Regions from separate parts of the Oryctolagus cuniculus genome. Here region 2 is linked to region 1. The links are chromatin contacts, called in public Hi-C maps. All regions are on one chromosome and are shown on one strand. Each heading gives the region's core, a stretch centred on a gene start, on an enhancer-like site or on the middle of the called end of the contact. The rest is flanking DNA. Distances are from core to core; before and after follow the strand shown.

Evidence for each region. Hi-C and Micro-C count contacts between places; a contact is called where the count stands out from the background.
Region 2: a Hi-C map of skin fibroblasts shows a contact between it and region 1, with 2.6 times the contacts expected there. The contact joins the enhancer-like site here to the promoter of LPAR6 in region 1. A contact is called at or near these places in 3 of 6 Hi-C or Micro-C datasets (embryonic fibroblasts, skin fibroblasts and an unstated tissue).

What each region holds. Positions count from the first base shown.
Region 1 is chr9:67,426,286-67,430,947 of mOryCun1.1, forward strand. LPAR6 (lysophosphatidic acid receptor 6) reads right to left here and starts at 1,415. Exons shown (of 1, transcript XM_008273801.4): 1 at 1-1,415. All of the region lies in intron 17 of RB1 (RB transcriptional corepressor 1), which reads left to right.
Region 2 is chr9:67,572,155-67,576,582 of mOryCun1.1, forward strand. No RefSeq gene overlaps it. Among named protein-coding and RNA genes, the nearest start is that of RCBTB2, 40 kb to the left of the region's middle. Within about 2 kb of position 1,622, at least 4 of the 8 cell types and tissues checked have an H3K27ac peak or open chromatin away from gene starts, as enhancers often do.

The DNA.
Region 1 (4,662 bases), core at 165-2,664:
AGGCTGGGTTTGGACAAAGAAAGGTTTCAGCCCAGTTTGTTTGCAGTTCCTTTAATCTGATAATGTGGCTGCTGTGAATATACCTAGCAGGCGTGCAAATGGTCACTGGCTCTTTAGCTGCCCATTAACTCTTTTGATGCGGAAATGCCTTCTGGGGTACTGGCAGCCTCTTTGGGTTTTTTGTTTTGGTTTGGCAGTAATAACTGAGAGAAAACAAATCAGCATTGAGCTTGTTTCTTACTTGATTGTTTTCTGTTTTGCATTTGGGATATGACTTTCTTTAAAAAAATAAAATGTATATGCATATGTGTTTATAAATTGAAATTGTTAGGGGTATCTTAATACAGCATTTTAAAGAACTGTTTAATTTTGACTGTGAAAGGGAGATCTTTAACCTTTATGTATAAAAAGGATTTGACTGAGAGACCAGTGATAAGTTCTACCACTCTTGGCTTCTGTTTTTCGTAATCATCCCTCAAGATTTAATTTGATTTAATTGGTAAGCTTGTGAATAGGTCTAATCCTGGATGTGTTTAGTTTTTTATTTTCTAATGATGCTCTTTCCTTTGAAATAGAATAAATATTTTAGGGCCATTTTGATTTTTAAAGCATTCCTTTAACCAAAGAATAATTTTTAAAATGTGTATCTTTGGTGTGGTATTAATGTTATGGTACCCATGAATTTAAGTTGTATCTTTTTAAAGAAACCCCCTCCCCACCCTAATTGACTGAAATAAATTTTGGAGAATAAAAGTTCTACTACTTGACTAAATTTTAGGTTCATAATTTTGTTTTCATTCTCTCTAGCTCTTCCCTTAATTCCTTTAATATGACATTATATTTTGGAATATATTTCAGTTTGTCTTTATTTAAAAATTGCTATGAATGATTTTCCTATTTGTATTTAAATAAATATTTAATATTTTTAAAACCTTCCAATCAAAAAAGCATGTGTAGCATGAGAGTAGTTGAATTTGAATGTTATTTCCTCAAAGCCTGAAGATAATACAGCCTCTGGGATACAAGTCTTTCTTATTTTAAGCTACCATTTTCAAGGAGGGGCTAGACATAGTTGTGTTTTATTGTTTCTATGTTTGTATTTGGATCAGTTTGAACTGAAACTCTTCCTTTTGGAGTATCAATTAAGGAATTATCATTTTACACCTTTTAAAAAATCTTTTATGTATTGGACTTAATCTTTCATGCTCAGTAACTTGTTATTGGAAAATTACATCTGTTTTTATTGTTTTGATTAGGAAATTCATCTAATGAAATGATACACAAAAATAGGAGTATTGCTAATAACCAATAAACTTAAGATTTTGAAGGGCAAAATTTCTTTGTATCATGTTTAGGATAAAAAAAGCTATATATGTGTTCATATTAGAAAACTGGTAGAAACTGGGTAGTAATGAAAAAAAGAAGCTTATACTCTCATTGGAGAAAAAATTTCTGTTAACAGTTATTTTAGAAAAACATAAAATCTTAGTAATACACTTTCAAATTTATAGTTACTTCTTTAGTCACCTTTAAATAGTGAAATACATTCCCTGACCTTCTCTACTTTTACTTTCATTTTGTGAATGGCACTTTCTCAAAGAATTAAAATATATTAATTCTATACTAGAATATTTTTCCACATGTTGCTATTATTCACTTGCCTTGTTCACTTAAATTGTTCATTTGTAGTCTTTTCATGTTTGGGTTATTGATGCTTAAAAATGGACAGATAGATTACTGTTTTTTGAATTAAGCTTTTCATTGTTATCAGTATATGAATATATGTTTGTATTTCTAATCCTTTTTTTTTTTAAGATTTATTTATCTATTTGAAAGGCAGAACTACAGAGAGAGAGAGACCGAGAGAGAGAGCAATCTTTTTTTTTTTTTTTTTTTGGTTGGAATAAATTTATTTCATCTGTCTGTAAACAAGGTGTTTTAATAGTTATGGCATTTTTTTAAATGCGTATTAAATCAGATGAGTTAGACTGTATCCCAGATGTAACAAAGTGCAGGGAAAGAAATGGACAAATCAGCAACAAGATTTGTTTTTAAATCTGTACATTATCCACAAGGCCCAAACAATAGAAGCAAATACTAGAATGTCCCTAAAGTAGTGCCATTCGAAAGAAACCCTTAATAGGTCAGTTAAAATCCATCTCACAACAGCAACAGTTCATTTTAACAATAGTATGGCACGGAATACATATGGAAAAAATTCATCACAAGACAGCCAAGTCCACAATAATGCAACTTCATATAAAAACTCAAGCTGCAAATAAAAATTGGTCCTATCCAGTATTTCTAATTCTTACCACGGGTCTTGACCCGTGGTAGACACGTTTGCTGATGAGTGAACCAGATCAGTGAACTTGAATTTCATTGAAACTTCTTTCTGCTGAGGAAGGACAGTAGCAGAGGAGCTGTCTGATTCAGCAGGAAGAAGATAATTGAATGCTGGATTTTTCATATTTTATTTGACTTCTAAGGAAAGTGAAATTAGCTACCTTGAAAAATTCTTAGGTTAGGATTTTTAAAATGTAGAATACTTTCAAAGGGAATTGAATGAATCCAAGGAATTAATTATATTTAATAGGTGCTTCTTTGATAGAGTCCAACTCTTATTTAATGGGAGATTTGTACACTTTGGTGTGTTACATCTGGGAACTGTTTCTTTATGGATTTTTTTTGGGGGGGGGGAATAGTAAAATAAGAAAACCCAAGCCAGACAGAAGTTAAAGTGATGAAGACAGATTTTATTTAGACCTGTTGCAATTGTACACAAGTACAACTGATATGGAATATATTGAATCTCACTATGCAGATCATCACTTTTCAGAATTTAATTACACCAAGAAGCCAGGTTTTTCTTATCAGTATAGTAATGGTATAAATCACTTACTTGTGTAAATGTTTTTTGTTTTTTGGTTTTTGGTTTTTTTTGTGTTTTTTTTTTGTTTGTTTGTTTTTGTTTTTTTGACAGGCAGAGTGGACAGTGAGAGAGAGAGAGACAGAGAGAAAGGTCTTCCTTTACTGTTGGTTCACCCCTCAATGGCTGCTGCAGCTGGTGCACTGCGGCCGGTGCACCAGGCTGATCCAAAGCCAGGAGCCAGGTGCTTCTCCTGGTCTTCCATGGGGTGCAGGGCCCAAGGACATGGGCCGTCCTCCACTGCACTCCTGGGCCACAGCAGAGAGCTCGACAGGAAGAGGAGTGACCAGAACAGAATCTGGCGCCCCGACCAGGACTAGAACCCTGGGTGCCAGTGCCACGCGGTACCGGCCATGTGTAAATATTTTTTTTTTCAATTTGAGAGAGAATATTTTGTTAAAGATCAGAAATTAAGGATTTGGATAACTTCTGGGTTTTTAACTGAATTCTGCTGTAACTGACTTTGAAGAGGTAGGGAGAACCTGACTTACTCAAGCCCAATTCAAATCCAGCTCATACTAGCTAATGTGTGTTGAATAAGTAAACCTTTATTGAATACCAATTATTTCTTTCTCCTCTGTTTTTAATAGTGTTTACTTCTGACTTGATAGTAATATTTCTTGTCTTGCCCCATTTTCATTCTCACTGCCACATTTCTGGATAAACCCAGTCACTCTTATCTATGGAGTTGTTATAATGTCTTATCTAATCTCCCTATATGTAGGCCTACCCTCTTCCATATGTCTCCTGGGACATATGAATGAATTAACTAGTTGTTTATTCTCTTATTCTCTTCTTGCCTCTTAGAAGAATTTAAAGCAGAGTCTGTAAAACAGTAGGTTAAACTGCCCCTTGAGATGCTGGCATCCTATACCAGAGTGCCAGTTCAAATCCTTGCTGCTCTGCTTCTGATCCAGCATTCCTGGTAATGTGCCTAGTAAGGCAGTGGAAGACAACTTAGATACGTGGGTCTCTGATACCCTCCCATGGAGGATTCCGACACTGGTGGCTTCTGCCTGGCCCAGCCCTAACTATAGCAGCATTTGAGGAGTAAACCTGGGAATGAATGATCTCTGTCTCTCCCTCTCCCTCTCCCTCTCGCTCTGTTGATGTACCTTTCCAATAAATAAATCTTTTTTAAAATTTTAAAACAAATTATATATGAATATACTATTAAAACTGATATAATTAAACATTTAAAATTTTATTATATGTAAATATACATTAATGAAAAAGTTTGAAAAGAAAATGGAAAAATTAGCAATTTAAAATTTAAAAAATGTAATATAAACCATGTAAACATTAGTCATTCATTCAAAAAATGACTTATTTTGAATGCAGTAAATATTTGCAAATTTCTTGGTACCAGCATTGTGGAGTAGCAGGTAAAGCTTTAGCCTGTAATAGTAGCATCCCGTTTGGGCACCGGTTCTTGTCCCAGCTGCTCCACTTCTGATCCAACTCCCTGCTAATGGCATAGGGAAAGCAGTGGAAAATGGCCCAAGCATTTGGGTACCTGCCACCCATGTGGGAGACCTGGAGGAAGCTCCTGGCTCTTGGTTTTAGACTGGCCCATTGCTGGCCGTTGTGGCCATCTAGGGAGTTAACCAACAGGTGGAACAATTTCTCTCTCTCTCTCTCTCTCTGGAACTCTTTCAAATAAATAAATAAAATCTTTTAAAAAATTCTTAAAGCATAAATCCATTTATCTGTCAGTAAAAGAGTAAAATCAA
Region 2 (4,428 bases), core at 372-2,871, 150 kb after region 1:
TATCTTTAAATTGGATTTTTAAAAAAGATTCGTTTATTTGAAAGTCAGAGTTACAGAGAAAGGGAGAGACAGAGACAGAAATCTTCCATCCATTGGTATAGTCCCCAGACGGCTGCAGTGACCAGCACTGGGTCAGGCCGAAGCCCGGAGCCAGGAGCTTCATCTGGGTCACCCACGTGGGTGGAAGGGACCCAAGAACTTGGTCCATCTGCTGCTGCTTTTTCCAAGCCGTTAGCAGGGAGCTAGATATGAAATGGAGCAGCTGGGACACAAACCAGCACCCATAAGGGATGCCAGCACTGCACGTGGCGGCTTAACCTGCTGTTCTGTAATGCCGACTCCTCTTATCTGTTGCAAGAAGAGTTCTTTGTATAGTTTGGAGACAAGTCCTTAATGAGTCACATGTTTTGCAAATATTTTCTCCAAATCTGTTCCTAGTCTTTTCATTCTCCTAACTGATATCTTTCTCATAATAGAAGTTCTAATTTTAGCAAATCTCAGCTTATCAATTGGGTGTCTTTAATATTTAAAAGTTATGCCGGCGCCGGTGCTCACTAGGCTAATCCTCCACCTAGCAGCGCCGGCACACCGGGTTCTAGTCCGGTCGGGGCGCCGGATTCTGTCCCGGTTGCCCCTTTTCCAGGCCAGCTCTCTGCTGTGGCCAGGGAGTGCAGTGGAGGATGGCCCAAGTCCTTGGGCCCTGCACCCCATGGGAGACCAGGAGAAGCACCTGGCCCCTGCCTTCGGATCAGCGCGGTGCGCCGGCCACAGCGCGCCAGCGGTGGCGGCCATTGGAGGGTGAACCAACGGCAAAAGAAGAGCTTTCTCTCTGTCTCTCTCTCTCACTGTCCACTCTGCCTGTCAAAAAAAATTAATTTAAAAAAATTTTAAAAAAGAGTTACGCCAAACTCAAAGTTACCCAAATTTTCTCCACTATCATCTTCACTTTTTATTTCTTTTCACTTTAGATTTAGGTCTGTGATCCCTTTTGTATTAATTTTTATGAAAAGTGTAAAGTCTTAGCTTTGGAGGGCCTGGACCGGTGCCCTTGGCACCCTCCCTGAGTCTCACAGTGTCATCTCACCTTTCTGGCCACACCTCAGGGTCACAAGGTGGCCGCCACACTACCGGCCTCCATGCCACTTCCTGCTCTGTGACTGGCCACATTTGGATGTTTTTCCTGGAGGTGAAATGTCCAAGCTATAGAGACAATAGTCGACTTAAATCCGGTCCAGGAATAGCAACTGACTTCATGACACAGAATTGCTAAGCAACACAGAAAAAGACACTAGCAGATTCGCCAAGAGCCTCAGGTTCTCAGCATACACAACCTGGGTTCATCCTGACTCTTGGCCCCTGGCCGGCTGGGAGAGTTTGGATGTTCAAATGCTTCGTGCTTCAGTTCCCTTACCTTTAAAGTCCAGGGCGTCATAAAAACTCTTTCCTTGTGTTATTGGAGGATTAAACGACTTAGCTCAGAAAGAACTGGAATGACGCCTAGCACGCAGGAAGAGCTGCAAATGTGTTTGCTATTATCATTATTGCTTGCTCAGCATGTGAGTCACCAAAACCTCAAAACCAAAACTTCAGGCCCCTTATGCAACTTGTCATGGTTGGAAGACAAGCTGGGGCTGGAATCGGAGGAGTAGCTGAGTCATTGGAGCTCTCCTAGCCCTCACCAGTGTTCACGTTTCAGTGCCAATTCAGAATGGAGAGGTACTTGCACCAGGCATATGTGAGAAGGCTTATACTGGCTTCAACAATCATTCCATCTAGTGCTATCTCAGCAGAACCAAGGCCCGAGGAAACTAGGGACTGGAAAAAGCTTGCTCAGTCACCATTTCATTCTCCTGTCCTGTGAAGTCAAAAGCCACACCACCTCTGGTCCCAGCTCTCACCTTCTAAAGCAGGATGTCACCCAAAGACCTGTCCATCTCCCCAGGAAAGGACTCCTGTTGTCACAATCGGAATTTGAACGTTTATTGTGTTCAGAGATCGACAAGTTCCCTAGGGTGTTGGGTGCGGTCCAGAGTTCTAAGCAGAAAGGAAATTGTGCTCCTCTTTATAACACGTTTAGTAAGCAGTGGGAGGAAAAAGGAGACAGTGTTTTGGAGAGTTCTAGATTTCTTTGAAAGTTTCTCTGAAAACTTCCCCTTCCTCCTGCTTCCTCTCTTTCATATTCTCTTTCATATTCTCTTTCATATTCTGGATTTGGTGTGTGGTAGGATCGTCCAGACTTGGGGCTGGCGTTTGGCACAGTGGTTAAGATGTCACTTGGGGTGCCCGCATCCAGTGCTGGGGTGCTCTGGTTCAAGTCCAGGCTCTCTGATTCTGAGTCCAGCTTCCTGCTAATGCACACCCTGGAGGCAGCAGTGAGGGCTCAGATTGTTGGGTCCCTGTCACCCACATGGGAGACCCACATTGAATTCCAGATTATAGCTTCAGTCTGACCCGGGCCTGGCTGTTGCAGGTGAACCAACAGAGAGAAGATCGCTTTCTCTCTCCCTCTTTCTCTCTCTCTGTCTTGCTGCCTTTCGAATAAAGTGCAAACAAGTAAATAAAAATTTATAAGAAAAGTAGAAAGAGAGAAATATCCAGATCCAAACTCAATTTCCAGGAGCGAAACACAGGAAAGTTAGGCTGCATGAGACATGGGACTCTGGGCCTGGGGAGCTGCTCCAGCGACAAGGGATGGGCGACATCTGGGTCAGCAGTTGACAAACTCTCAGCTTCCCCCAAAGGCATGACTAGTTCACCCCTCCATCGCAGACCCTCCCGCAGCTGGGTTAGCAGGGAAGCCACTGATGGTGAAGAGGCGTCTATTGATGGCTATGCGAATGTGCAGCTTGCAAATCGGGAAGAACGCAGAGAGGGGGCATTGTTCGGGCATCTGGGGGAACTCCTAATAAGCTGTAATAACACCCTTTGTAACAGAGGTATTGGAGAAAAGGAAGAAGATGAGGAAATAAGAGAAAGGCATGTTTTGTGGAGGATTTTTCAGATAAAGTTTCTAGACAATAAAGATTTGTTGGATTAAAACAACATAGAAATTGTGGGCAGCTGCCAGTTCCCGACAGCGAGGTCTCAAAGAAAGGGAAAGTGGGTTAGTCCTTTACAAGATCACGGAGAAAGGGGAAGGTTGCAGAGGCTAGCAAGGTCAAGGCTCTGGGAGCCTTGTGTGGAAACCCATCGCCTTTATCTCTAGGACACAGATAACGATGGCGGTGATGAGCCTTGGCCTGATGGGAAAGCCCGGTGCTTACAGAGCAGTCTTTCATCTGCATGCCCCACCTGCAACACAACCACTAATTAATTCTTCAAGCAAGGTAGGCAAATCTCATCATCTTCAATTTACAGGCGAGGGATCTAACAAGGAGGAAATTAAGCCCTTTACCCAAGGCCACCGCGGTGTGAGTGCCAGAAATGAAGATGCCTGCCCCCTGAGTTTCCACTGGACACTCTAAAGGCAGCTTGCTTTTATTCCTTCACAAGGGAATGAAATGTTTTAAAAGATTTATTGACTTTTGTTTGAAAGGCAAAGTGACAGTGAGAGAGACAGAGAGACAGAGATTTTCTATCTGCTGGTGCACTCCCCAAATGCCCACAGCAGCCCAGGCAGGGACAGGTTGAAGCTATGAGTCAAGAACTCCATCTGGGATCTCCCTCATGCTTGGTTGAGCCCAAGCCCTTAGAGTCATCATCCTCTGCCTTCCCAGGAGCATTCAAAGGAAGCTGGATTGGAAGCGGAGCAGCCGGGATTTCAATGGACACTCTGAAATGCGATGCTGGAGTCTCAAGCAGCAGCTTAGCCTGCTGCCCCACAATACCTGTCCCTACAAATAGCTTTTTTTTTCCCAAAGATTTATTTGAAAGGCAGAGAGAGAGAGAGAGAGAGAGAGCGAGCGAGAGGTCTTTTATCCACTGGTTCACTCCCAGATAGCTGCAACGTCCAGAGCTGCGCCGATCTAAAGCCAGGAGCCAGGAGCCAGGAGCTTCTTCCGGATCTCCCATGCGGGTGCAGGGGCCCAAGAACTTGGGCCATCTTCTACTGCTTTCCCAGGCCATAGCAGAGAGCTGGATCAGAAGAGGAGCAGCCGCAGCTTGAACCAGTGCCCATATGGGATGCCACAACTGCAGGCAGCAGCTTTTCCCGCTATGCCACAGCGCTGGCCACCTTACAAGTAGCTTTTAAACATAATTTGTTTTAGACACTGTAGGAATGCAAATGATGACCATAGAAAGCAACACTTGATTCCAGTTCAAAATGGGAGGCAAAGAGAACAGGAATTAGGGTTGAAGGAGGTAGCTGTGGGCCTGGGAAGGCCTCAAAGCTTGTGAGCTTGAGCTGGTGTTTATAGGGTCCGAGGGCAGGAAGGAGATGTATTAGGAGAAGCCCTGAACCTTCTTGCTGGATATCCCATGATTGCA